7 separate regions of the Mus musculus genome follow, and regions 1, 3, 4, 5, 6 and 7 are each linked to region 2. The links are chromatin contacts, called in public HiChIP or PLAC-seq and promoter capture Hi-C maps. All regions are on one chromosome and are shown on one strand. The core of a region is the stretch at or near the end of the contact, and the rest is flanking DNA. Distances in the headings are between cores, read along the strand shown.

Region 1 (3,630 bases), core at 200-2,699, 1.1 Mb after region 2:
AAGGCTCTGAACGAAGTGGAGGCAGGGATCCCCTCTTCCTCAGATGTGCACACCAGCTGGTATCTGGAACCCATCACCAAGAACATCAGGCAGCTGAAGCCTCATGCCATTTGGGAGACCATGGATAGTGGGCAGGGACCCCTGCCACCTACCTGCTTGTCTTGCAGATCTGAAGAGAGCTCATAGCTCTCAGAGAGTGACCGAGAGCGCTTGATGGCCTCCTCCTCAGCCTGCTTGCGCAGGACTGAGGTCGAGTGCTGCAGCCGGGGCCTCCGTGTGCGCTGTTGTGGTCCTGGCCCTGCGTACAGCCCATAGGCGCCCACTGATGTGTGCTCGTAGTGGTCTGGACTCAGGCTGGAACCAGGTACCAGGGGACCCTGATGGTAGGCTGAGGGGCTGTCCAGCGATGTGCCAGTCTCGCTGCTGGGGGCCTCGCCCTCAACACTGCAGAGGAGAGAAAGAAGGGGCACATGCTGAATAGGAACGCAGAACCTGGGGAGCAGGTGAGGAAGAGCGCCCCCAACCCCAGGTAGCCAGGGCTCCACAGAGCCCTTTGTTCTCCATCTTCCTGGAGCTTCTGAACAAATTGCCTGTTCTAACATCTGGTATACTGTACTGTAGGCGCTGGCTTCCCAACCAAAAATATCAGCCCTCCAAAGGCAAGAGGTTTTGATCCACTGTGCTAATGGCCCTCAGCACTTAGAACAGAGCCTGGCCAGTGCTATGTGCTCAGTATGTTTTGAATAAACAAGAACATCACCTCTCCTGCCACTTGAATTAAATGTAGGACTGGTTTTGTACACCCATATTCCCATAACTACATTTAAACATAGGATCTTTTAAAATTATTTTTTCTTTATAAGTGTTTTGTCTGCATGAATGTATTTGTCTGTGCCTGCTTATCTCCCAGAACCCTACCATGTGTGTGCTGGGAACTGAACCCAGGTCCTCTGCAAGAGTGAATGCTCTTCACAGCTGAAACATCTCTCTAGCACCCTGGAGATAGTGTCATAGAAATGAAAGACATTAGGGTGGACTGAACTGGTATCCTAAGAAGGTGAATGCAGGATATAGCATGTACAGGGGAAGACAGTGAGGTCATGAGGAGAAGGTGGCACACTAAGGAGAAAGGCTCAGAAGACAGTCAGGCCACACCTCCATTGCAGACTGGCAGCCTCGAGAGCCTGCAGATAATGAAGGCCTGCGAGTGAAGTCCACCTCTGGCATTTGTCATGGCAAGCTTGGAAGCAAACATGATGTAATAAAAATATTTTAAGTTTTAAAACTCCCTAAAAGAGGAATTGTGACTCCCTGTACAGGTGATGAAACTGAGATTCCCCATAAACACTGTCCCAGGTACCACTGGTAGAAAATGGTGTCCCTTCACCTCACTGCCTATAGTCCCACAGAGCATCTTCATGCCAAGCAGGAGCAAGGCCAACTAATGGGGACAGAGGGACTGGCTGCTGACTCATCCTAGCTCTGGGCCTGGAACATTCTATTCTGCACAGATACTGTTTTTTCTCTGCAGTTGCTTTTCAGTGTGGGATGGGGAGAAAAAGGAGACACTGATTTGAAGAGTTTCTAACACAAGCCCTCATCCTTTGCCAAGCTTCCTGGCCCTGTGAGACCAGACACCCGGGTGCTGGCAGGACTCTAAAAGCCCTGTAGTCCCTGGGGCAGGGTGGAGGGTCTCTAGAATGGGCACAGAGAGAAAAGAGAAGGGCCCCACCCAGGCTTCAGTCCTTCCCAATGTCTGCTTTTCAGACAAATAAGGAATGTCTCTGCACTAAGCAGCCTGGCAGAAAGGCTGCCCCTGCCCAGTTCTGCTAGAATCCTGTTGTTTGTACTCCAGAGGGTCCATCCCAGGGTGGGGCCTGTGGGAAGGAGCCTGAAGCAGGGAGGACCAAAGCACTCTGCACCAGGGACAGCAGCAAATCTCAGCACCTGCTTTCTGGTCCATAGCTAAGAAACTGGGCTTCTGAGCCAGCAACTGCCTCTGCCTTCAGGGACAGGCAGTTGAACCTCCTAACATGCCCCTGTGGATAAAGTATGACAGCCATTCTTTGAGGAAGACCTGGATCAGGAGTTGGGAGACATGCTTTACCTGGCTCTGCCTATAGGTTTTCTTTGAGTAGTATTAGCAGCTTAGTCTAAGAAACACCACCCTTTAGGCTCTCTGGCTTCCACTGAGCCACTGGGATCTATGTGTGTGTAGGGGAGAGTCGGGGTGGGCAGAGAATGTTAATCTGAAAATTCCCTTACAGTTTACTGAAGCCTGGGCTAGCATTTTTCATTAAATGCTCAGAATTTCAACCAACTGTCATGAGGAGAGAGTAAGTCCCATTAGAAATTGGGCCATCAAAGGGTACAGAACAGCAGCTTCCACTGGGAAAGCCCGCCCTGTCTCTCTGACACCAAAGCTGGGCCCCACTTCACTCAGGTAGGTCAGCATACACAGGGATGTGTGCCCCTAAAATCAATGCATGTTCTGGTCAGGGGCTAGACCTGTGTGTTCTGAACTGGAAGAAATAAAGCCTGTGTCTTTTGTACGGGGTTTCGAACCAGTTGAGCACTGAACCAGAAGTAGACAGGCAGTCACCACCATTCCTGGAGAAGAGCCTAAAGCCCTTGGTGGTCATCAGGCTACACCAGAGCCACAGGGGGATAGGTCAGAGAGGCATGGCTAGGCCTGGCTCATGATGCTGTCCTTGACCCTCAAGCCCAGGGTGGAGGAGCAGTGACCAGAGAGATTCAGTCTTTTGTCTGGTTCTTGAACAGCTTGAAGGGTAAGACATTTTGTTCCTGTGGATGGGGAGAGAGCAGGGTCTAGGCTGCCTTGAAAGCCTGGGAGTGCCAGCCTACTCAGTAGGTCTTAGCTTGGGGCAAAGGAGTTGAGTCAGAAACTTATCTGCCAGCTGGCTTTGCCTCCATGGATGTGACATCAAAGTAGGTGCCTGCCCTGGAGGGGCACTTTTAGGCTGAGCCTACCATGAAAGAGGTCAGGGATAGACAGAAGCTTTCTGGAGCTGTGTGACTGCTCTGGGCAGTTTGAGGCCAATAGGTTGGCTTGGGAGAGTGAGAGAGAGAAGACTGGGTCACTCCAGAGCTTCCCCTGTGAGAAGGGAGAGGGCATGTTCACCAAAAGGCAACTCGTTAGTGCCTCCTTCAGAGCCAACCCAGCCTCACTCAGCTGGGATCACCTTCTTCCACATCTATGTGAATGACAGCCCTGGAGATGTGTAGTAGAGCAGACTTTTCACAATCCAGAAAAACACACCCAGGACCAGAGAGACAGCTCAGCAGATAAAAGTGCTTGCTTGCCAAAGCTGACAACCCGAGTTTGATGCCCAGGACCCACATGGTAGAAAGAGGGCCCACTCTCCCTAATTTGTCCTCTGATCTCCATACACATGCTGTGGTATATACATACATACATACATACATACATACACACACACACAAAATAAATGTAATTAAAAACATCTATATCTTGCTCTACCAACAACAACCCCAAAGATGCAAGAACAAAGCAGGCACCCAAGACTTTTCCTATGTGCCTCAAAGACCTATCATGACAATAGAAATCCAAAGCCACACAGTGTCAGACACCAACAGAGGCTTTTCTTG
Region 2 (3,625 bases), core at 1,046-3,545:
GTTTGGTTCGCAGCATGCACATGGTAGCTTCCAAGTATCTGCAATTCCAGTTCCAGGAGGTCTGACACCACGGCTGACATCTATGGGTCCTTGTATACATGTGGCATACATACATGTACTCCACACATTCGAGAGCTACCCTCCTACATTTTCTGAGGTTTGTGAAAGCCCAACAACCAATTCAAAATCAAAACACAATGAATCAAAGGTGATTCTGCCAGTTAGGCCTTGCCAGTGTTGTTACCTGACTTCAGTGAGACAGCCTCGGTTTCAAACACAATGCATGCGCGCCTGTTGCCCTGTGCATGCCATCAAACCTGCACACAGCCCACAAACACTGCCTGAAACACCATGCCTTAGAATGGAAGACGGCAATACTGTGCAAGGCAGTGTTCTTAAGTCTACAGCAGATTTTTCTGTTGCTATAAAAACGAATGATTTAATTACAGAAAACAAAGAATTTTAATATTTTCCTCCCAGCGTTCCTCAGCATGTAAGGAACAAATTAGTATATATTTAGATTTGTATTGTGTTAGAATGTTTGATTTCAAAAATTGCTATTTGAGCTGCATACTTAAGTTTCATAAAAAAAAAATGTTAAATGAGTGTTGGCTTGGGATTAGAGCAGAACTTCCAACCATTTCTAAGATAGCTCTAAACACTCTTTGTATTTATGCAAAGCAACACTCTCGGTATTGACAATTATAAAATTAAAATATTGATCAATTATGAAAAACAGTGACAATGTTCTACCTTCTATGGTATTGAATTTTCAGCCAAGATTTGTTTTATGTAAAAACAAACAACCCTATCCATCCATCTCATTAGAATGTAAATTTGCTCTCATCTTTAATAAAGGGTGAAATTATAAAGGTACCTAAGATTTTCCTAAAAATTAAATTCATTATGATTTATTACCAGTAAATGTTTGTGAATCTGTTGAATGTACTTTTGAGATCATGTGAAATCATTCAGGTTAAAAAGGGTTGCAAGTGAAAAAGATTTGAGTTTTAGTAGGGTCTTCTAGGGTTCAAGGGTTGGTGATAACAAGTCTGGCTCAAATGTTTGAAGCAGCCCTGGTTGAGCCTGCCCTTCAGACAGGCACCAGATACACTGGCCATGCAGTTTTCCTCAAGGCCTCTGTGGAGTGGGCGTTCCAGACCACAGGTGCTAAGGATAGTCCAGCTAACTGACTAACAGTGGCCACTAATTAGAGTCCGTGCCTCTGCTCATTTACAGGAAGCTGAACTTCAGAAGGGCTGCTTACAGCAATAACTTTAAAACGTGAGCCCAGGGAGAGGGCTCAGTTGATAAAATGTTTGCATACCGCCTGTTCTTATTTGACCTTCTTTCCAAATGGTTCCTGTGTTGGGGATGGCTTGAGAATCCATTGTGCCCTAGTTATTTCCTGTTGCTGTGATAACAACACTAACCAAAAACAACTTAGAGGAAGAAAGGGTTTATTTGGGAAAAGTCCCAAGTCACACTCCATTATTGGGGGAAGTCAGAAAACCCAAGAAGGAGCAGAAGCTGACTGCTGCTCGTGGGCTTGCTCTCGATAGCTCACTCAGCATGCTCTCTTACCACCTAGGACCACCTGCCCAAGGGTGGCACCCCCTCCCCAGTGGGCCTGATGCCACCACATTTATCATTAATCAGAAAATATTCCACAGGCTTGCCTACAGGCCAATCTGAAGGAAGCATTTCCTCAGTTGAGTCTCTTTCCAGGTGACTCTAGTATGCTCCAAGTTGACAAAAACTAAGCAGTACACTGTCACAGTGAATTGCTGAGGGTGTGTGTGGGTTGAGGGGTTGGGGAGGTAGTAACCTAGGAACCTCATATTGAAACTGAATTGCAATAGTAATTTTTATTCAGCTTCAGTAGTGCAAATTAAAAAAGAATCAGTATTTCCTAGACAAGGTTTTTGTCACATTTTCTGAAATAAAGTGGAGACATCTACCCTTCCTGAAAAGCACCTATTTTGAGATTGGTGGAGAATCAGGAGCGGAAGGAACTGTAGAGAGGCCTCTGGGTGTCAAAAACTGTGGTAAAACGATAATGAAAACAGTAATTACAAGAAGAGCAGAGCATACAAGCTTGATTCCGCACCTTTGAAAATGGCAAGTGACTGCCACTGTGCCACTGGGTGGTAGACAGAGTAGTTTGCAGGCTCACCAGGCTGAGCTAAGGGGGCGTAGCTTAGCCCTGTGGAGGCCTGGAGGTGGGGCAAAGTTTTCCCGGGGGCGTGGCCGGTCGGTAGGCGGGCCCTCTCCGTGGGTCGCGCGGTCGGGGGCGTGGCCCCGTAGCTGTCCGGTGCGCCCGCGGCCAGTGCGTAGCGTTCTCAAGTTCTCAGCGGCTTTGCCGGCGTCGTCCCCTAGGCGGCCGCCCGCGTCCCGGTTCCTCAGCAGGCCCGGCTCGGCCCGGAGCGACAACAAAGCCCTGGAGAAGCCACCGTCCCCGCCGCCGCCTCCTCGGGCGCAGACCTCGCCCGGGCTGGGGAAGGTTGGAGTCCTCCCCAACCGCCGCCTGGGTGCTGTCCGTGGCGGCCTCATGTCGTCGCCACCCGGCCGCCGCGCCCGCCTGGCCTCCCCTGGGACCAGCCGCCCGTCTTCTGAGGCCCGCGAGGAGCTGCGGCGCCGCCTGCGGGACCTCATCGAGGGCAACAGGGTGATGATCTTCAGCAAGAGTTACTGTCCACACAGCACGCGGGTAGGCGGGGCCGGCCGTAGCAGAGCTCTGGGGCGTGGCCTGATGGGCAGGGTCTAAGCAATCCCGGTGGGAGGAGGGAAGTGAAGGTGAAGCCAGGACAGGGTGGGCCGGGCGGGGAGGAGCGTCGATAAAGAGGCTGGGTAAGTTTGTGAGCCGGATCTGGGGACTGATCAGAGGTCTGAGCAGTGAGCCGGGCGAACCCCGGGCTCAGTAGTTAGCGCCTGGTGGGCGGGGTCTGAGCAAGGTTGGTGGGTGGGGCGAAGCGGAGGTCTGTGGAGGGTGCTTGATGGGCGTAACCGGAATAGGGTCTGGGCGGGGCTCATTGGGCGGATTGGAACCGTGGAAGGGGGTCCTGGTGGGAGGGGCTAATAGGGAGGGTCTGAGTGGAACTCTGTGGGTGGGACCTAGTGTATGGGGGGTGGGGGGTAAGGGAGGGTTTGGGTGGAACTTAGTGGGCGGGCGGTCCTGCGCTGACATATGGGAGGTGGGCGGGGCCTGAAGGTGGACGGAGTAGGGCTTTTGTAGCACTTTCCCAGGTTTCATTGCCTACCTTCTCTGACTCACTACGGGGTCCCGGGAGGTTGCCATCTAGGGAAACATTTGCTTTCCAGCCTGATAATGGGCTTTAGTTAAAAAAAAAAAAAAAAGAACAACCAAAAAATATTTAAAATTGTTGTCTTATTAAAATAGGATTGCGTGGCTAGCTGAAGCTGGATCTAGATCCCATTTGTTAACTAGCATGTTTGGCTCCTTGACCAGGTTTCAGAACTAGCAGGGAGCTTGTAAGATGAAGGTAGAGGAGGTTTTAAGAACCATGGAAGTCGTGGCTAGTTTAAGCTCTGTTGCACACTCTGTAATTTGGGGCTGGGTGGGCATTCGACATTGTTTTCATATTATGAGATAAAAATATTCTTA
Region 3 (3,881 bases), core at 226-2,725, 1.1 Mb before region 2:
TATATATTTCCCATCTCCCTTGTTCTGCCAGGCCAAGGTCACAGGTCTATGAAGAAAGAATGTAAAGCGTGGGACTTGGGTTTCTTGGCCCTCGAGCCAGAATCTCTGCACTGAGGTGGAACAGATAAAGTTCTGAACATCATCCTGGCAAAGGCAGCAAGGGTACTGCAAGGCATTTGCATAGAACTATGGAAAGTAAAAACTAAATTAGAAGCACAAAGTATCCATGTGAATGCCAACTACAAATGCCAGATGTGAATATATGACAGTCTGAAAAAAAAAAAAAAACCCAAAATACCAAAAAAAACAAAACAAAACAAAAAAAACCCCAAAACCAAAACCAAAAAAAACACCAAAAACCAAACCAGGAACACAAAGTAGATTTACTGTTTTCTGAGCCCATGGGCCTGGACTTTCCTTCACCGGGCACTCTCACACTAGGAACATTTATTCTTGGGCCGAAGCTGCCTGCCACAGAAATTCTGATTAAGATTCACATTAAGCATTAAGGTGCTACAGTTCTCTCCTTCCTTGTTTTAGAGCACCTGCTGTCAATGGCAGCAGACTTCACTAGTGCATGTAAACTCGATGCTGGGGCAGCATACATTCAAATAAAAACCACAAACACGTTCATATCGATTACACGACTCGATTTTTCCTTTGGAAACCAGATACCGAAGTCACCTCCCACACGAAACAAACACCCCATCATCTGCTCCTGCTGGAGGTGAAGAACGGAGGGTAACTCAATCTGGGATCCTAACTGAGGTCTTAATCAATCACTGCTCAGACCCACTTTCGGACTAGGCAAACCTGAGGCTTTGTTAACCACTATCCACTAAAGATGCTCCTAACGAGACAAGGTGTTGGGAGAATTCCCACACAACCGGGTCACCTTTCAACGGCTCCCGTGAGTATCCCAGCACACACAGCTACACTCCAGAGGGGCAGTTTTCACTCGGTGTGCTGAGGCCATTTTTAATTGTACTGTAAACTCCCAGCGCCCAATTTTGCAAGTCTTCTTTGACCACCATCTGGGGACTTACCTTTCTCTCTGGCTTCTGAATTTCCGGCAAGATGACACAGAATGGCTTGATGACTTCCAGAAATTTGACTTTGATGGAAGAAACAGAAAGAGAAGGAGTTAGGTACGGAGTAACTTGAGGGCACCTGAGGGAGCCCGGCACGATGAGAGCCGGGCGTGGGCGTGCGGGGACCCAGAAGGCTCGGTCTAGGGGCGCGGGAACGAGTCCCCCAGGCAGGCCGCGTTCCGCCAGGATCGGGAAGCACGGCGGGCGAGCGCCCAAACGGGGAAAGGCGACGCATCCTGGCTGCGCCGGGGTGGCCCCCAGGAAACTCACTCGCCATGGCGGCGGCTGATCCGACTACACGCCCGGCCCCGACTGCGCTCCACTTCGAGTGAGGAGGCGCTGCTAGCTCCGGAGCGCGCTTCCTCGACCGAGAGACACGTCAGTGATAGCCCGGCGGCGAGCGGCGCGGCGAGGCGGGGCCGGGGATGGGCCACCGGCCGCTTCCGCTTCCTGCCACGCGCGCCCGCCGCGCCGCCTGCGCCAAGACCACAACTCCCGGCATGCAGCAGGAGCAGAGAGGCTGTCGGGAAGACGACTGTCGGGCCACACCGGAACTGGGCGTGTGCAGCTGCGCAGACTCTCCCGGAAGTGAGGGCCAAATCAGCCCTTGTTACTAGTGGACGCTTCGTGGTGGTGTTGGCCCTACGAAGCAGGCGATTCGGCTTTCCGTGTCGGTGGCCCTCAGTACCAGTGATAGCATGTCGCGACCCAGTAGGCCTCAGCTGCTGCTCGTCACGCACGACAGAGCAGCAGTGTGCTGAATCCTACCCTGCATGGCTTACCCTACCCTACAATACCCTCCTGGGTGCTGTAGGCTGCCTCCAAGGATGTCTGAGCTCATGCATTTGAGGACGTTCGGCAAAGGCCGGGTCTGGCGGCTCTGGGTGGGCTTTGGCGCAGCGCATTCCAAGAAGGCCTTTGGAACTGGAGAGTTAGGAGAGATGAAGAAACCGAGCCAAGCCTTGCAGCCCCATATCTTCAGGGAAAAGAATACATCTGGGCTGGAGGAAAGGGTGTGCGAAGGGGACTGGGCAAGGTGGGGCAACATGAAACTTACTCTTTAGTGGGATCTCTGATCTCAGTGCTGTGTGCTGTCTGAAATCGACTTCTTGCTGTGCACCCTGAGTGCTGAGTTTCATGCAGCCAAGTCCTGACTTCAACGGAGAGGTTTGCTGTGGCCACGTCCTTAGAAACATTCTAGACAGCCAGCCCCATGTCATTGATAGGACATTTATATTTAATTTGGCATTAAGTTGCATGTGCGTACACAAATATAGATGGGTTTAGGGGAAAGCACTAAGTCAATATACTTAGCACAATGTGAGGTTTTTGTTTTCGATTCTTTAAGCTAGGTCTCTAGGTAGCCCTCGATACCACTATGTAGACTAGGCTGGCTTCAGATTCACAGAGATCCCACCTGACTGCTCTGAGTGCTGGGACTAGCCGTGCATGTGCCACCACAGCAGGCCACAATGTGAGGTTTTTGAAACAGAGGTGCAGTGTTTTTGCATGTACACATTTTAAAGATTTAATTATTAAATATTAGAGACAGATGCCTAAAGAGACAATAAAATCTAAATGAAGTTTTGATTAAGTATTTCTTTGAGATTTATTTTTATTGTTTCTGTGCTCACGTAAGTATGATAACAGGTGCCCTTTGAAGGTAGAAGAGGGAGCCACCTGTCATGGGTATTGAGAACTGAACTCAGGTCCTCTGGAAGAAAAGCAAGCGATCTTAACCGCTGAGCCATCTCTCTGAACCCCTGACAATGGTATTTTAAAATGCAATAAACATGAATTGTCTTAGTCTTCAGGACAATGAAGAAGTTAAAATAGTAATGGATTCCAGACCTCCACTTGGTTTGATACTCACAAAATCTGTATTTTACAAAACGAAGTTCTGGAATAAAAATTGGAGCATCTTATGTTGGCATAGGCTATAAAAAGTTGAGTACAAAAGTTTTGTTGAAAAGTGAAAGTAGGTGGCCAGAGAGGTGGCTCAGCAGTTAGGACGACCCAGGTTCAAGTCCCAGCACACACACTCAGCACAGCTCACAGCCGTCTGTAATTTCTTCTTTTCTTTTTTAAAGGTTTATTTACTTAATATATATAATGAGTATGGGCATCAGATCTCATTATGGATGGTTGTGAGCCACCATGTGGTTGTTGGACCTTTGGAAGAGCAGTCAGCGCTCTTACCTGCTGAGCCATCTCTCCAGGCCCCACACCTCCATCCCCCCAATCCCCATCGGTAACTTCAGTTCCAGGTGATCTGACACCTCACACAGTTATACACAGAGGCAGAACACCAATGCACATAAGATTTAAAAAGAAGAAAAGTGAGAGTAGAGCTGAGACTAACTCGCGTGTCGGCAAACTCCTTGTCTGATGTGTGAGGTCCCAGGCTCAGTGCTCCCAAACATAACACCTACCACAAAGATTACATTGCTACACGTTTGTATGTCTCTTCAACATACTATTAAAGCTTGTGGGTCGAGTGACGTTTTAATCATCAATGAGGAGAAAATCTAAGAACATAAGTTTCATACATCAAATATTTCACGAACAAAGACTCCCTAAGTCTGACCTGGTGACTTAGGCCTGTAGTCCCAGGGTGAGGGAAGAGGGTCAGTAGTTGAAGGACAGCCTGGGCTATAAGACACTGTCTCCAAACAAAACCTGTAAACAAGAAAGAGTTCCCAATATGTTACTATGGGAAGGAAAAGACAGGCCAGGGCCAGTGAGCTGTCCCCAGGCAGACCTGAAGTGTCCCCATACAGCCTGATGTCT
Region 4 (3,831 bases), core at 1,198-3,697, 1.2 Mb after region 2:
TACTATATTTGCAGCAGTCAAGGGAGGCAGAACCAAGCCACAGGATATGAGAAAACACGTGACTAGCCAAGACTGCTCTGAGCTGACAGCCATCAGCCCCCTTCCACACGGCTGGCCTGGAGAATCAGAAGTCTAGAGCAGTAGTTACTGAGAGATCCCTTGGCTGGGCTGAGCCCTGCCCTGGTCAAGTGAACTATGATAGAGAACAAACATAGGCTGCTAACTGCTAGTAGGTAAATCAGCAAGGCCTGCTTGGCTCCAAACCCTCTGAGCTGTCTTCCAGACTTCCCCAGCCAATTTGATTGTGATGGTTGATACCAACAGAATACGGGAGGGGGGGGGGATAGCTCAGCCTACAGAGCCCCAAGAGTTAAGAGTAGAGAGACCTTCAAGGAAAGGAGGTGGGGGGACCATATAGGTGCTGCCAACAGGGCTGCCTAAGGCTGTGTTCAGATGTAAGCCTCTGGCCCTCGACAGGTTGAATGAACCTTGGAAGCATAAAGGACTCTAAGCAGCGCTCCTGGCAAGATGTTTTCCATGAAAAGTCCAACATCTAGGCCAGTGCACACCAGGTTTTCAGAGGTGATTTGTCCAGTCTCCGTTTCCCCATTTTAAAATGGGGGCAGGGGTTGTCTTCATTCCTGTCCAGGCAAAATCTTTCAGAAGGTGTTCCCTAGCTTTGGAAACAGGCCCAGGGGCCAGCTGCTCTCTGTGAGAACTGTCACATTTCATGCTAATGACATCTTCCCTCCACAGCAACTTGCAGTGGCCTCTGCAAGTTGTCAGTTTTTTTTTTTGACACTAAAGGCTCCTGTGCCATTGAAGGAGTGGCAGGAGGAAGGAGGCTGCTGCCAGGAAAGTACCTTCCCCGAAGGTGAGAAGGTGAGATGAAGTTCCATGCTAGGAAGAGCGCTACTATTTCTGGTCTTGCCACGGAGAGCAAGGACCCTGTGTGGTCCCCTCAAACACCAAAGAACTCACAAGCTTTTCCAGAGCCTCCTGCAGGGGCCCAGCCTGATTATGCAGCTACAGGCAAGGTTTACTTTCCTTCAGGCTCATTAGCATGGGATCCGCCCCTCTCAGGAGGGGAGGAGGCAAGGCCTAAGGAGGGCTCAGAGGGCCCTTGATGGGGCTTGGGGGCCTCTTGGAGTTCAAAGCCAGTCTGAAGAGAGTTTGAATTTCCCAGATGACCTCCTAAAAACTGTTGCAAGCCTCCTCTCCTAGTCCTGGTGGCTGATCCCAATTCAAGAACGTCATGCCTTGCTTTTAAACCTTGAAAGGTCCAAGATTACCAAACTGTCTCTATCAGCTTCCAAGCACTGAGCAGGTAGTACTAGGGCAGACTGAGACCAGACCCAAGTCTCATTCAGTCCCCAGGGCCTAGAGTGCCCACATAGGGCAAAGGTTTCTCTTCCCAGAACAGCACCAGCAGAGCCCCCAGAGAGCCTAGAAGGAAGCTGGCATTTGAATCCCACTGCCCCCTGGGAAGCCTGGCTTCACTAAGCACAGCTTTGCTTCCATAAATACCCAGTCCCGTGATGTCACCACCCTAAGCCCGACTTTCACCACCTCCGCTGCTGGCATCAGGCCCAGCAGACGGGTGCTCAGTACCGGCACATTACACCTGTGCTTGACAGCTGGACACTGCTGCCACCTTCACCTGTCTATGGAGAAGGCCATCTCCTGCCACTATCTCAGCCTGCTGCTGGCCTTCCACCTGGCTTGGGTGCAAGCCATGGGCTTGCTGAGTATCAAAGCTTTCCCTAAATAGGTCTGTCAAGGGCACTGACAAAAGCCTAGACCACGGCCATGAGTCTGGGACCCTCATTTGTGGATGTGGATTAGGAGGAGGGTGCCTGCTTCAGTAGGGGACTTTCACAGCTCAAGGAAGACTTGCTGACTAAGATTCTTTTCCCCCTCATCATCAACAACACTGCCTTTGCCGCAGGGGTACAAACATTGGACGAAAGCTTGCTCCCCCTGGACGCCACCTGCAGAGCAGCCACCCCACCTCCACCAAGCCCCTCACTTCAACATGAGTAGTGGTCCTTTCTGCCTCAGGCTTTAGGATAAACTTGTCTTGCATACTCACAAATAGCGTCTTCGGCAAGCCATCCTGCCCAAGTCTGATTTCCTTCTCTCTCCTGCCTGGGCTGAGGAGGCTCAAGGTGGTTCAGAGGAGGAACAGGATGCTCAAGCGAGGTGGAAAGGAAGAAAATGAAAGCCAAGGGCAGTCACTTTCCCAGGACTGGCAGGTTCATCTAGATATGCTGGATGTAATGTGGCAGGGGGCTCCAAACAGGTCCTCCTACGCAGGGTTTACACTGTGCCCAGAAGCCTGGGAAGACGTCGAGTCACCATGGTCGCCAGGTTGGGCGGGGGCGTCTGCCTCGCTGCTACCTGGGACTTCCTTGGGAATTTTCCCTCCCGCACATCCGGGGTGGCAGTGCGCTGGGATGAGGAGGGGAGGGCTGGAGGAGGGGGGTGTCTGTGCCGGTTTGCTCTCGCAGCATCCGGAGGAGGGACAGGAGTGCAGGAGCGCCCCCTCCTTCCAGGAGCAACGTAGTGCGGCCTCGCTGGACCAATCGCCAAAGTGCTCGTTGCCATGGCAACTGCAGCATCAAACAGGGCCGCCCTGTGGGTGCGGCTGCAAAACCAAGAGCCCTGGCGCTGAGACCAATGAGGTGGCTCCTTCTGGCCCTCACTGGAAACCTGGAAATCTGTTGCTAAAATGCACTCGCAGCCCGAAGAATGTAATGATGGCATTGCTTTCCAGGGCAGCTTTCCCGTCCCTGGCATGGAAACATAGGAGCCACTAAACTAAGAACTCAGGAGATCTTGTGTCCTGGAGTTAGGGGCCATGAGACTTCAGCAAGCAGAGTGTCTCCTGGGAATTTCAGATGTGATACTGTAAAATGGGATCATGACAGTTGTGTAACTGGTTCAGGAGGGCTGACCACATACAGTAACTGACATAGCTTGTTATGCACACATCAAATCCTGAGGAGGCACGAGGGTGGGGGGGTGGGGTAGGTGGAGGGGGTCCTCATTCATTTAGGACTAACAGACACAGGGTGGCCCAGCCAGCACTTTGGCCTGAGTCTTCACTTGCAAAGCTGCCTCCAGGGAAGGTAGTGAGAGTGTGAACCCTCTGGATGAGGGTGGCAGTTGCCAGGCTATTTTCTTTGTTCCATTCTTTTAGCTTCTCAGACCCACTGAAGTTGGGGGAAGAGGGAGGCTTCACTCTTGAGTTCTGTTCTTTTATTACAGAGAAAATGGATCTCAGAGGCAATGAAAAACTTATGGAAGGTTACACAGCAAAGAGGGACAGAGGCCAGATGAGGAGGAACTCATTCATCTGGCGAAGTGTCCTTGTATGCAGCGTAGAAACTGCTGAAGCAGCTGGGTAGCCAAAATACAGGGGGCTCTAGGAATGGCCAGTCTTTCCATGAGAGCCCCCCTCCCCAGAAGAATGCTGTCATAGGAATAATTCAGATTTATGTAGGCTTAGCACATGGTAAACTGGTCCACTCTCTCTCCTTGATTGAGTTGCTCTGTATTTTATCAAGATCAGGATACCACCACAGCATCAGAAGAGGTCCTTCCAGAAATGTGTGTCATTAACCACAGCTGCTCATAAAGGCACCCTGGGGGGGTGTGGGTACTAACACCCCCACCTGTGTGCTTGTGCTTTCAAACTTCTTAAAGAGGAGCTGCTTTTCCCACTCTCATATCACAGACGAGTAAACTGAAGCTGTGATTGAGAACTGTCCACCCTGTGTGCACTCTGCTCTAAAGGCCCCATCCTGGGCTGCTTCTTGTCCTCCTTTT
Region 5 (4,011 bases), core at 875-3,374, 1.0 Mb before region 2:
TAAGAAATATTAACAACTATGACATCAGAAAATAATGTCCCAGTTCTAATGTTTCCAGTTCCAAAGCGAAATGTTTTATTAAGAAAGCCTTTTTGTTTTGTTTTGTTTTGTTTTTCGAGACAGGGTTTCTCTGTACAGCCCTGGCTGTCCTGGAACTCATTCTGTAGACCAGGCTGGCCTTGAACTCAGAAATCTGCCTGCCTCTGTCTCCCAAGTGCTGGGATTAAAGGCGTGTGTCACCACACCTGGCTCCTCATTGTTTTTTATAGTGTCAAAGGGCTAACAATTCTAATGCGTACACGTAATACTCTGTGTTAGGAATACCCTCCTTCCCCGGTCCAGTTCTTCAGAATTCAGCGCAGATAACATTTTCTGAAGTAAAGGACTTCATGTTTTATTCACTTCTCTATTCCGTGTCTGTGTTGATACCTGGTATGGAAGAGTTGCTTGGTCTCCAGTCCAGGCCCCATCCTGCTTAGCCTCAGAGATCTGACAAGAGCAGGAGCGTTGGGGGAGGGGAGAGTCTATCCCCAAGCTATCCCAAAAGTGGTTGCTGTATCTCAGTTACGTTCTTCTAGCTGGGTTGTCTTGTCTGGTCCCAGTGGGAGAGGATGCGCCTAGCCTCACAAACTTGATATGTGTGTGTGTGTGTGTGTGTGTGTGTGTGTGTGTGTGTGTGTGATACCCAGGAGGGCCCCCACCTGCTCAGTGGATAAAAGGAGGAGGGAGGGGGGAAATATTGTGGGAGGGGTGACAGGGAGGGGAATGTAAAGTGAGTAAATTAAAAAAAAAAGAGTTTCTTGGTATGGTTGTTTGATCAAACTAATGCTTTGTTTAGTTCTACATCATTCCTAATAACCTTACCCTCCTATATCTGAATAAATATTTCTGAGGCAGGGTCTTTCTAGGTAGCCTTAGCTGGCCTCTGATTCACAGCAATCTTGCCTGCCTCTGTCTCCTGTGTGCTAGGATTAAAGGCATGTGTCACTATATCTGCCCTTCTCTCTTTGTGTTTTTACATGTATATGTTAGCTTTGGAGATTCTGATTTTGCTTAAACCATGCTTTAAGTTATTATCCTCTTGTCCAACTATAAATCCTTCCAGGAGACTTTCTTCCCTTTATTTGTGGCATTATGACATCTACTTTTGACCTCCACCCTCAAAGTTAATTCACAGTCATTATTTGCTCTCTGAGATAGAGGCCTCATTCCTGGGGAAGGGCCAGCTGAAGCAAACTTGAAACATTCCCGCATTTATAGAAAAAAAAAATGGCAACAATGGCTTATTTCCAAGTGACCTAAAAGCCAGCTGCAGCTTCTCAGTTGGCACATCTGCCCACCCGTGCTAAGCCCTAAGTGTCAGCCATTATTTATGGTGCCTTCCCTATTTCTCTTCTTGAGGGTGATTTTACAGCCATTTAAGTTTGTGACCCCTGGTTTATAACCTAACACTCTTACTGTATGTTGTTTCTGCCATCACCAGATTTCCCCAGTCCTACTTTTGCCAGCGCGGTAGGAAATGGCTGAACATGCATACCACCCTAATTACACTCAACTTTCCCCGCTGATGTCGTTTCCCTGATTTGTTTAATACGAACAAGTCACCCTCAGATGTACATAAGGCTTGCAATAATGAGTCACAGAGATGATAAAGACAAATAAGCTTTCTCTTCTTTTTCCTTTGGTGTGCTCGCAATGTTTTGCATTCACCCAGTTCCTTATACTTTTTCCGAGTGCTTTAATATGCATTATAGCTCATTAGTTCCTCTTAAGAATCATGTGGGGAAAATGCAAGGCAATTATATTCCTGGCTTTAAAGTTAAGAGAGTCGCCCAGGGATACATTCAGCGCTGATTGAATTTAAACGAACCGAACCCTGCTTTATTATGGGCTCCGGGAAGGCAGGAGAGCCCTTACCTCGATGGCATTTATAGTCTAGCGGGGTCGCAAAATAATCAGCCGGGTCATTTAGGGAAGGGAATTATCCTGGAGGTCTAGCAAATGGATTATGCCGCAGGGAGACCGGAGCGGCCGCTGACCCCACACCGGCCGGCCGACCGAGGGGGCGTCCCCTCTCTAGGCCCCTACTTACTCGCTGCTGCTCCGCCGCCATGGCGCCGTGACTAGGCACACGCGGGGTCGGGAGGGCGCGGCGGGGCAGGCCTGACTGACTACACTACCCGAAATGGGCCTGGGCTGACAAGCACTATAAATAGACCAAGCGAGGGGGGTGCAAGGGACAGGCGGCGTCCCAGCGAGGACGAGGAGGGCGCTGGCGGCCACCCAGAGGTAACAGGTGCTCGGCCTCCGCGCGGGAAGCGGCCGGGACACGCGCTGCAGTGTGCGCCTGCGCGGGGTCTTCCCGCGCCTGTTCCACACAGACCCCAGAGGTCCCTCACCGGCAAGTGCGCCTGCGCGGGGTCTTCCCGCGCCACACCGCGCGCTAGGGACAACGGTGTTCTGTCAGTCAAGAGCCCAAAAAGACACCTTTGAAAAGAGAATTTGGAAATCGGATCTTTTAAGGGGACACGTCTTTCATTTAATCTTTAAACGTTGCAAAGCTCACCCGAGGCTTCTGTGTGATCTTATTGAGTACGGCCTATGGTAGGGTTGCTGAAGAAAACACAGGAATCCAGTTAAATATACAATTCAGACATACAAGTGGTATTTCTTTTCTTTTTTTCGTATAATATGTTTCAGAGATCGCATGGCCAGTCCACATTTAGAAGCAACTCATTGTTTTGAAACCAAAAACAGGTTTTGGTTTCAATACAGAACATAGAATTCTGTATTTTTATTTATTACAGCTGGCAACTGAATTTCAGCACTCAGCTTCTGATGTGGGAGGGGGGATTTCCTGTAAGTGGAAAGTGTCCCCGAATCCTGAGAAAAGATTAATTCTGTTCTCAGGGTGCTCTCAGTGATGGGGAGCTAGTACCCCTCAGAATGTCATAGAGCATCATCTATTTTGTGATTAAAGACTCAGTATTAAGTCAGCTAGCTTAAAACGAGCCAGAATGGCTTTAGTGTAGTAATACACATTTGTGTGAGGGTTACAAGCTCTTGGGAGGAGGGGTCAAATGACCCTTTCACAGGGGTCACCTAAGACCCTTGGAAATATCACCACAACATGAGAGTCTGTATTAAAGGGTCACAGCATTAGGAAGGGTGAGGATCTCGATAGGTTAAAGTGAAGCTGTCAGTGGATGTGTATTTCTAGGAGAGAATCTGTCACCTGGTTGTTTCAGTTTCTAGAAACCGTTCTGATTCTTTTGTGTGTGATTCCTTTCTCTTAAAGTCAAGATCAAGCTAGAAGTGGTTGGACATACTTGTAATTCCAGCACCCAAGAAGTAAAGGCAGGGGAATCAGGAATTTAAGGGGCTGTCGGCTTCACTGGGAGTTCAAGGCTAGCTTGGGGCACATGAGACACTGTACAATAATACTCCGTTACTCCCTCCCCCAAAGCTTTGGGGGTCATAGAAATAAGTCTTTCTCAGGTTGGATCATTCTGGTGCACACTCATATTTTTCCTTTTAAAAAAATCTTTGTGGTAAAATATGTTTAACATAGATTTTACCACCTAGTCATTTTAAGTGTTCAATCTAGCATCACTAAATATATTTATATATCAATATATAAACTATAACTTACTATAGTTTGGATGTTGATTTTCCCCCAGAAGTTTGCATGTTGAACCGGTGAGTTCCAGAATGATGCTATTTGGAGGTGTTTGACCCTTAGGGCGGGAGACCTGATAAGTCCTTAGATTACTGGAGGGCATGCCTCTGATAGAGTCAACAGGAGCTCAGTTGGTTCTCTTCCTCTCCTACTTCAGTTTGCCTACTAGAGGTCCAAAACAATGGGCTCAGTTTGGAACCGTTCCTGCTTGAAAGAAAATCTTTCTTTTCTTTATAAGTTAATCATCTCAGATATTTCGTTATAGTAACTGGAAGCTGACTAATACAACTGCCATCACCACTTCCATTTCTATATTTTAAAATCATGACAGT
Region 6 (3,683 bases), core at 1,056-3,555, 1.1 Mb after region 2:
GTCAGTGCCACCACCTGTCAGCACTAGTTTCTGTGCACCTCTACACACTGGCATGTGAACTGGTGTCTTCTGTCCTCAAGGCTACCCCACAGCCACCTGCCATCGTCTACATTTTATAAATGGGGAAACTGAGGTACAAGATGTGATTAAGTCACAGAGACACCAGAGAGCATAGCTGAGGCTATAGGGCACAGGTGGGTGGTCTAATAATATAACAAGTCTGCTCCCAACCAATAGGCTGAGCATCCTCATCTACAGGTGACCACAAGGATCTTCACAGAAACGGAAACAGAAAGCCAAAGGGGGAAATCAACAGCCAGGGAGGGCTAGGCCTTTCTAGGTGGCCTCCTCTTGAGGGAGAGGTGGCCCTTCAAAGCCTATTAATAAACACACAAACAACAATAACAAAACCCATTAGAATAAATGACCATTATAAGCACTGCCTTGTAAAGGCTTAGTGGGACCATGAGCTCTGGTCCACATGTTCTGCCTGTATCTGAGTGCCCACACCACCCAGCTTCCAGTCAAAAGAGAAACAGAAGTACCAGGTACTTCTTTTAAAGAGGGTCCCTGGAAGAATGGATTCAGGTTGCGGACAGAATCCAACCCAGCCTGGGCAGCAGGCAATTTGGGGAAACCCTTTCTGTTTGTGTGCACGAGAGGCTGCTCCCAGCTGGGGCCTCTTCCAAATATTCCAGTTTATTAACCATCCTCCTCCCCTCCCGGGGATTAAGTTCACCGCCCACAGCCATCTGTCCTTTCATGTCAGAAGCCACGGCTTTCCTCGCCATGTGGAAGCCGGCATCGGTCCCTCAGTCAATCGGGATAGTCAGCTTTTGTCCCTGGCATCCCCGACCATACATAGCTAGAGCTGGGGCTGCATACAAGATTAAAGTTTTGTTTTTGTTTTTTAAAGAACAAAGTGCTACCCACATACCCCTAGTAGACTCCAGAGAAGTGATTCTTGTGGTCTGTGGGGGGAAAGAGACTCCAGGAGAGCCCGACACACTGTCACTGACCAGAGTACAGGCTGGGGCACTTGGGAAGATTTTGGAAATCTAGAAACCAGGCGATACCAGATCTATTTACACTAGTGCCATTTTGCCAGACATGAGTTACCCCAGAGGAAATAGATTCTGGCTGTGGAGCACACAGGCCCTGAAGCCAGGCAGTCAGGGTGCAAATCCCAGCTCAGCCCTCCCTGGCTGGCGATTCTGTATGGCTTCCTCCTTATATCTGAAATAAGGGATAGAAGCCTGTACTCCTAATTGAAAACAACACACACACACACACACACACACACACACACCACCATCACCACCACTGCTGCTATGCACAGCTATGTGGCTATTACTGGGCTGACCTTTGAACAGAAAGGAAAAGGAAATCCAGTGAGGCTTTGTCCGCAGAGGCCCATGAAAGCTCTACAGAGTGCCTTCAGTTCAAACTGAGCTGTCACTGTGTCGAGAGACCTTGCACCAAGATTATAAAATGTGAAGGAAGCCACTTCCATGATGAGCAGAGAAGCTGTGGCCACGTTCAAATGGCACAGACAAACTCTAAGCAAGTGGCCTCAGAGAGTGTTCCCATGCAGGGTCCCCAAACCAGCCTTCAACTTAGAAGAAGAGAAGATGGTAGGGACCATTTTAATCCAGCAGTCTTGCTGTGGAAGGGAAAAGCTGGACAGTGACTGTCGAAACCACTCACTGGGCTTCTGTGGGCGGAGCGGCTCACCCCACCCCACCCCCACTCACAGTTGTAGTCTCATTTCATGGGTGGGACAATCAAGGCTCAGGGAGGGGAGGCAACATACCCAATACTGCTCAACCAAAAGGGCTAAAGTGACATACTGAGTAACCATGGTTCCTCAGTTAATGTCATGGGAATGAAAGAACACAAACAGGCAAGCCTGTGGCTAAGTCCATCTTGGGTCAACCTCTTCCAGGTTGGGAGAGCATGCCATCCCTGTTCACACCTGTATTCCTGGATGCAGTGGTCAATCTGATAACAGGGCCAGGTGCTGTGGATCACTCAATAAAGGTACCGCTATCAAAGCCAGAGTTGGGACTGGCCCAGCTGGCACCATGCCATATTTTCCCCATAATTGCCATCAATTTTCTCTCTGCAGCAGCTCCCGCAGTGGATCAGCCAGATCCTCTAAGGCCACAGCAATTAATTCTTGAAGAGCCTTAATGGCCTTTAAAGTCATTAGGATCTGCTTTTGAGGACTCAGGGTAAATCTCACTCAACAGCCTTGAGCCTCCTTTCCCCAGACAAACACACCTCTCCCAGGCCTCCAGCCATGGCATAGTCCCAGCCCACTAGAGCTTGGTGGTTGCCTTGCCTCTGTGCTTACTGGGCGGATATTTCACACGTCATCATCATTCAAAGGAAATTTACAAAAGAGGAAGGAAGAAAACACAGCGGGTCACTGGCAGCTGGGAAGTGCACAGTGCTGACTTGGACAAACTGGACAGCAGACTGGAGGCTCCAGGGCTGGCCAGCCATGGAAGGCCACCCATACCCACAAAGCCCCTGCCAGGCACTACTGTCATACCCTATCATTAAAGGGGAAACTGAGGCCCAGAGGGTTGAAGTAACTTGAATTAACTCAAAAGTGAGCTGTGATTTGAAAGAATTTGTCTCCTGGAGCCATCTTCCTGATGTTCTGAGCTGCTCTGAATTCCTGATACTCTAGCAATCCATGATTCCACATCTGCAGAATATAGTCAGGTAAATGTGGCTTTATACATGTGCATGTATACATACACACACACACACACACACACACACAACCCGAGGGCCTGTCCAATCCCCTCCACAAACACCCATCTGCCCAGTCATCAGGCTATTCAACCATGCAGCTGTCAGTCTTGTCTGTGTTTTAAGCCAAAGCTGTGTAAATATTAGCACAACTAGTTCATAGTCCGACTTCCTTGAACAAAAACCTGAAGTCCTGGCAGGGGCCTCCAGAGGCCTAGCCTCCATCCCAACATCTGGGCCTGAGCTTCTTAGGCTGCTGTGGTCCAGCTATGGCCACTGGGATCTCTGTTTTTGCTCGTGTTCTTTTAGAAAAGAAAAGGTAAACAATTCTGTGTTGGTTGTTGCTGTGATGTGGAAAAACACTGAAGCATCAGGTAGCCCATGCTATTCAAGGTGCCTTTGCATGTAGAGTAGTGGCTCTGTGGTGACAGAGACTGGGTTAAGTCTCTGGAGCATGCTGACTCCTATCTGAGTTTAGGGAGCAAGTGAAAGGACTTTAGGCAAGATTCAATAAAGTCCCAAGAAGGCTGTATTCAAAGGAGCACATAGCTCAGCCTCTGCAGCATCCTCTAGTCTCTCCAGCCCTTTTCAGGCTTCCTTAGAAACCACATTGTGTGTGTGTGTGTGTGTGTGTGTGTGTGTGTGTGTGTGTGTGTGTGTGTGTGTGTGTGTGTGGCTAGGGGGATGGGAAGGTGGGAGGGGTGGTGGTGGTGGTGTGTGTGTGTGTGTGTGTGTGTGTGTGTGTGTGTGTGTGTGTGTGTGTGTGGCTAGGGGGATGGGAAGGTGGGAGGGGTGGTGGTGGTGGTGCCCATTTGCTCTGTGGTGATGGGCTGCACCTGAGTAGGGCTCCTTGGTCTCCAGGACACCTGGCACCACTGTAGCTACAGAGCAGCTGTCAAGCGGCAACCCAGAGCCAGGGT
Region 7 (3,970 bases), core at 136-2,635, 1.1 Mb after region 2:
CTCTCTACTCTTTGTTTCTTCTTTCTCAGGCCTTGACTAGTAACTGCTTCTGCCTCCTGAGCTTGCCATGATGGGCTGTGCTTCCATGGTGCCAAGCAACCACGGACTGAAATCTCTACAACTATAAGCCAAAACAAGATAGTGGTTACAGTACTGGAGGGCTGGCCTGTGTGCTAATATTAAGTATTTGTACCTTTGGAGGTAAGGGGGGCGGGCACCGAAGATCTGCTGGTCCCTGAATATACTACCTCTGACAAGGATGAGCCAGGGAAGGCACAGAAACACCCTGGAAAGGGCAAGGAGAGCTGGGAACAGAAAAGAGGAAGACTGGCCTTCCACTGAAACATTCTACTTACACCTGTGTGTGTGTGTGTATGTATATATGTATGTACACACATATATGTATAAGTATATATCTCACTATATATCTGCATTACTGTTTTGTTTTGCTTGTTATCCTCTGTGTAGCCCTGGCTGTTCTCAAACTCAGAGATCTGCCTGCCTATGCCTCCCAAGTACTGGGATTAAAGGCATGCACTACTACACCTGACTTGGATATATTCCTGCTGTTTGTTTGTTTGTTTGTTTGTTTGTTTTTAATCTGTTTGCAAATGATAAAATTCTGGGGCTGGAAAGACAACTCAGTGCTCTTGAAGAGGATATGGGGTCAATTCATAGCACCCACATAGGGGCTCACAACCGTCCTAACTCCAGTCCAAGAAGATCCATGAGTGCCAGGCATACACACAGTGCACATATATACATGTAAGCAAACACTGATACACATAAAATCAATGTAAAAATTTACAAGGAAAATAGCAATTTCTGATGTTGGGAGGTACGGTGCCTAGGCCTGCTGTGACACAGGCTTAGGATGACTGCCTGTGACCTCAGTATGGAGGGTGCCCCTTCTGAACCCTATAGTTTCCTCTACCAAGTGAGCAGGAAGCATAAGACAAATGCCCACCTCACATTGCCAGTCAGAACCTTCTCAGCAGAGGAGCTAACTGGGTGTTGAAAGAGCCCCTGAGGAGATGAGAACAGCAGAGCTAAGGGTCAAGGGACCCAAGTGATTTTTGAGATCCCCCCAGCTCCCTCAGGGACACTCCTATCTGTTTTTCCCATGTCCATATCCTGCCTGGAAATACTTATTTCATGTTTCCTGTCTGGGGTTACCCTGGCAACAGCTCTGTCATCTGTCTGGGTTGGAGGTCAGTCCTGTGGCATGGGACAGATGACCAATCTGTAGATACCATGTGGGTCTGAGATGATTGGGGCAGAGCCTCATGTTGGGCAATCAAACCTACTCACCCAGAGAATGACCTAGCCTGGATCCTCTCTTGCTCTGCTCCTTCTATGTACAGAGGAAGTAGGGGAACGGATGAGAGAAAAACCGCAAGAAACAAAATAGTGTAACTCACAACAGTGCAGATGCTAGCAGCACAGGAAGTGTGTGTAGCAGAAGCCATCCCATCCCTCATCTCCCGCCCCCTCCCTCTCACCTTTCCATCATCAGCAAGCATGTCTGTGCCTTCTTCCTGTAGTTAAAACAAGGCACTCTGCAACCAGTCATGGCCTGTACTTTCCAGCCCCAGTCTACCCTTTTAGCTCCTTCTTCTAGCCAGTATTGTCCCGTATGTAGAGCAATTTTCAAAAATCGACTCTATCCTATCCCACTCCTGCTCAGAACTCCTCTATAGCTCCCTGTGCTCTTGAGATAAAGAGGTTCCTCACCCAGCCCCATCTCCAGCAGCTTTTCGACAGTCAGGCTAAACTTAATGGCTTTGAGCACACACTGCTATGCCATGCCACCATGTGTTTGACCTTTGTAGTCTTCTGCTTTATTCCATATGCAAAGAAGTCTTCAGATCAACAATAGAAACTACGATTCAAAAAGTTTTCAAGTCCAGTTCACATAAGTAGCTCAGAGAACAAAAATGCAAATAACCTATAAACATACAACCACACATACAACTTCACCAATAAAGGCAGAGACTGCACAATGGTGACATACTGTTAGCTTCTGGAACATGCACACAACTTCCTAAATGTTTGTTAGCTGTGTCCAAACCCATTAGATCCATTTCCAAAGGTATCATCTCCTCTACACATCATTTTCTGGGCCCCTACTGTGCCCAGTACTTCTAGGACACAGATTTGGGCAGAAGGTCTGCAGATGATAGCTACCAATAACAGGAGCTAGGCAGCCACACTGACTAGCTGAGGGTCTGCACATATGATAAAGGGCTCTGGGGCTAGGAAAGCACCCTATTCATCCTGCACAAACCCTGCAAACCTAGCCTTAGAGAGGGCAGCAGTGAAGTTGGGGCAAGGGTGCAGGGCTTGCGGCTGCAGCAGGAGTCAGGCCAAGGGGCTGCTATGCTGGGGAGAGGAGGCGCTGCTGAGGTAGGGCGAGAAGCAGCACCTGGATGGAGGGCAAGGGGGCAGACATGGCCATGTGCTTGCAGCACGCAGGACTTTCTGTTACTTGGTACCTACACGCTGTCCTCACAGAGCTCCTAGATGGTGTCCCCACATACACCCACAGAGGACAGTAGCAGGTCAGGGGCTTTCCTAACTAGGTTCTTTTTTTTTAAATCACTCTTTGGCCTCTCTGTTAATTTGGAGCACAGTGCATACCATGGTGTGGGACACTTCCCTTCCCTAGTCTGAACCTCTACCTTCCAGCTAGCTCTCTGCCATGGGATTTTCAAATGTAAGAATGTGGTCTGTGAAGCCCCACTTGAAGCATCACTTCCAATGTTTAGCCCCGACACACTGGAGGGTCCTGTGATAGGCATGTGTTCAGACCAAGGGTAACAAGACTATGACGGAGGGTTCTGAGCTAGACTCAGGGCCTCTTACATGCTAGGCAAGCATTTTGCTCTGAGATATACCCCCAGCCTTCCAAACTCAAGGAAGGTCTCAAGGTCAAGGACTGCCTGGGCTACTGGGTAAGCCTGAGCACTTCAGTGAGTCCTTGTCTCCAAATAAAAAGGGGGTTCAGTGGCAGTGTGCTTGCCTAGCATCTTCCAGTCTGTTCAACTCCTAGTACTGTGAGAACAAAACTGAGCACTGTAAAGTGAGGTGTGGCTTTTGACAAGGTGCTGAGGTAATTCCTTGGCCTTTGCTTCTTCCCCGTGACAACTGGCTGTCTCTATGCAATAGGACACTTTGAACACTGACCTCCTACTGCCTGTGTTTGGCTCAAAACAATCAAAGATCTGAATGGAAGACAGACAGCTCCAAAACTCTTAGGTAAATCACAGGACTGATGAGAGTTAGGCCATTATTTCTTCCACAGCACAAAAATGCAAAGGATAAAATAAAAATCAGTAAATCACAATGAGAAACTTTTGCATAACAAAAAAGGCCATCAAAAAAGTGAGAAGGGCTAGAGAAATGGTTCAGTGGTTAAGACCATTGGCTGTTTTTCCAGAGGACCAGGGTTCAATGCTCAGCAACCACATGGTGGTTTACAACCCTCTATACTGGGATCTGATGCCCTCTTCTGGCATGCAGGTATACATGCGGGGGCGGAGCACACATGTGCCCCCCCCCCCCCCCCACACACACAATCTGCTTTTTTTTTTTTTTTCAAGACAGGGTTTCTCTGTATAGAAACTCTGGCTGTCCTGGAACCTACTTTGTAGACCAGGCTGGCCTTGAACTCAGAAATCCGCCTGCCTCTGCCTCTGTAGTGCTGGGATTAAAGGCGTGTGCCACCACGCCCAGCACAATCTTTTTAAAAAAAAAAAAGAAACAAAGAAAAGAAAGTGAGAAGAGTCAGGGATGGTGGTACACACCTTTACTCCCAGAACTTAAGGCAGAGGCAGGTGGATCTCTGCGAATTCCAGGCTAGCCTGGTTTATACAGTGCATTCCAAGACAGTCAGGGTTATGTAGAGAGATCCTGTCTCAAACCATCCCTCAAAAGTGAGGCAATGCCTAGCCACAGGAAAAGATATCTG

Evidence for each region. Promoter capture Hi-C pulls out the DNA fragments that hold promoters and counts their contacts. HiChIP or PLAC-seq counts read pairs in DNA pulled down with a chosen protein or histone mark.
Region 1: a promoter capture Hi-C map of the 3T3-L1 cell line shows a contact between it and region 2, with 6 times the contacts expected there. The contact joins the enhancer-like site here to the promoter of Txnrd3 in region 2. A contact is called at or near these places in 9 of 39 promoter capture datasets (the 3T3-L1 cell line, the C10 cell line, the SN4741 cell line and 5 more) and 2 of 115 datasets of contacts at active chromatin or transcription factors (large pre-B cells and stem cell-derived neural progenitor cells).
Region 3: a contact with region 2 is called in an H3K27ac HiChIP or PLAC-seq map of extraembryonic endoderm stem cells, with 5 times the contacts expected there. The contact joins the promoter of Sec61a1 here to the promoter of Txnrd3 in region 2. A contact is called at or near these places in 8 of 39 promoter capture datasets (the 3T3-L1 cell line, 3T3-L1-derived adipocytes, the C10 cell line and 4 more), 2 of 484 Hi-C or Micro-C datasets (CD4 T cells and regulatory T cells), 5 of 115 datasets of contacts at active chromatin or transcription factors (astrocytes, extraembryonic endoderm stem cells, pancreatic cancer cells and 2 more) and 2 of 9 other capture datasets (adipose tissue and liver).
Region 4: a contact with region 2 is called in a promoter capture Hi-C map of the C10 cell line, with 4 times the contacts expected there. The contact joins the promoter of Iqsec1 here to the promoter of Txnrd3 in region 2. A contact is called at or near these places in 2 of 39 promoter capture datasets (the 3T3-L1 cell line and the C10 cell line) and 1 of 115 datasets of contacts at active chromatin or transcription factors (pancreatic cancer cells).
Region 5: a promoter capture Hi-C map of pre-B cells shows a contact between it and region 2, with 3 times the contacts expected there. The contact joins the promoter of Kbtbd12 here to the promoter of Txnrd3 in region 2. A contact is called at or near these places in 7 of 39 promoter capture datasets (the 3T3-L1 cell line, hippocampal neurons, liver and 2 more).
Region 6: a promoter capture Hi-C map of the HPC-7 cell line shows a contact between it and region 2, with 4 times the contacts expected there. The contact joins the enhancer-like site here to the promoter of Txnrd3 in region 2. A contact is called at or near these places in 6 of 39 promoter capture datasets (the 3T3-L1 cell line, 3T3-L1-derived adipocytes, the HPC-7 cell line and 3 more), 2 of 484 Hi-C or Micro-C datasets (the G1E-ER4 cell line and embryonic stem cells), 2 of 115 datasets of contacts at active chromatin or transcription factors (astrocytes and stem cell-derived neural progenitor cells) and 1 of 9 other capture datasets (pancreatic islet).
Region 7: a promoter capture Hi-C map of pre-B cells shows a contact between it and region 2, with 2.6 times the contacts expected there. The contact joins the enhancer-like site here to the promoter of Txnrd3 in region 2. A contact is called at or near these places in 11 of 39 promoter capture datasets (the 3T3-L1 cell line, 3T3-L1-derived adipocytes, the C10 cell line and 7 more), 2 of 484 Hi-C or Micro-C datasets (the G1E-ER4 cell line and LSK cells) and 5 of 115 datasets of contacts at active chromatin or transcription factors (embryonic stem cells, epiblast stem cells and stem cell-derived neural progenitor cells).

Annotation. Positions count from the first base shown.
Region 1 is chr6:90,694,407-90,698,036 of GRCm38.p6, forward strand. It overlaps Iqsec1 (IQ motif and Sec7 domain 1), which reads right to left. Exons shown (of 14, transcript NM_001134384.1): 2 at 153-444. Among named protein-coding and RNA genes, the nearest start is that of Slc41a3, 91 kb to the left of the region's middle. Within about 2 kb of position 1,450, at least 40 of the 459 cell types and tissues checked have an H3K27ac peak or open chromatin away from gene starts, as enhancers often do.
Region 2 is chr6:89,641,693-89,645,317 of GRCm38.p6, forward strand. It overlaps Txnrd3 (thioredoxin reductase 3), which reads left to right and starts at 2,296. Exons shown (of 16, transcript NM_001178058.1): 1 at 2,296-2,710. The coding sequence starts at 2,441.
Region 3 is chr6:88,517,325-88,521,205 of GRCm38.p6, forward strand. Sec61a1 (Sec61 alpha 1 subunit (S. cerevisiae)) reads right to left here and starts at 1,476. Exons shown (of 12, transcript NM_016906.4): 1 at 1,362-1,476; 2 at 1,047-1,114. The coding sequence starts at 1,368.
Region 4 is chr6:90,807,676-90,811,506 of GRCm38.p6, forward strand. It overlaps Iqsec1 (IQ motif and Sec7 domain 1), which reads right to left and starts at 2,448. Exons shown (of 14, transcript NM_001134384.1): 1 at 2,093-2,448. The coding sequence starts at 2,115.
Region 5 is chr6:88,625,305-88,629,315 of GRCm38.p6, forward strand. It overlaps Kbtbd12 (kelch repeat and BTB (POZ) domain containing 12), which reads right to left and starts at 2,125. Exons shown (of 6, transcript NM_001278671.2): 1 at 2,093-2,125.
Region 6 is chr6:90,710,941-90,714,623 of GRCm38.p6, forward strand. The region is part of intron 1 of Iqsec1 (IQ motif and Sec7 domain 1); the gene reads right to left. Among named protein-coding and RNA genes, the nearest start is that of Iqsec1, 97 kb to the right of the region's middle. Within about 2 kb of position 2,306, at least 93 of the 459 cell types and tissues checked have an H3K27ac peak or open chromatin away from gene starts, as enhancers often do. A contact at or near this core is called in 3T3-L1-derived adipocytes, the G1E-ER4 cell line, the HPC-7 cell line and 2 more, where this site is marked.
Region 7 is chr6:90,739,531-90,743,500 of GRCm38.p6, forward strand. The region is part of intron 1 of Iqsec1 (IQ motif and Sec7 domain 1); the gene reads right to left. Among named protein-coding and RNA genes, the nearest start is that of Iqsec1, 69 kb to the right of the region's middle. Within about 2 kb of position 1,386, at least 108 of the 459 cell types and tissues checked have an H3K27ac peak or open chromatin away from gene starts, as enhancers often do. A contact at or near this core is called in the HPC-7 cell line and pre-B cells, where this site is marked.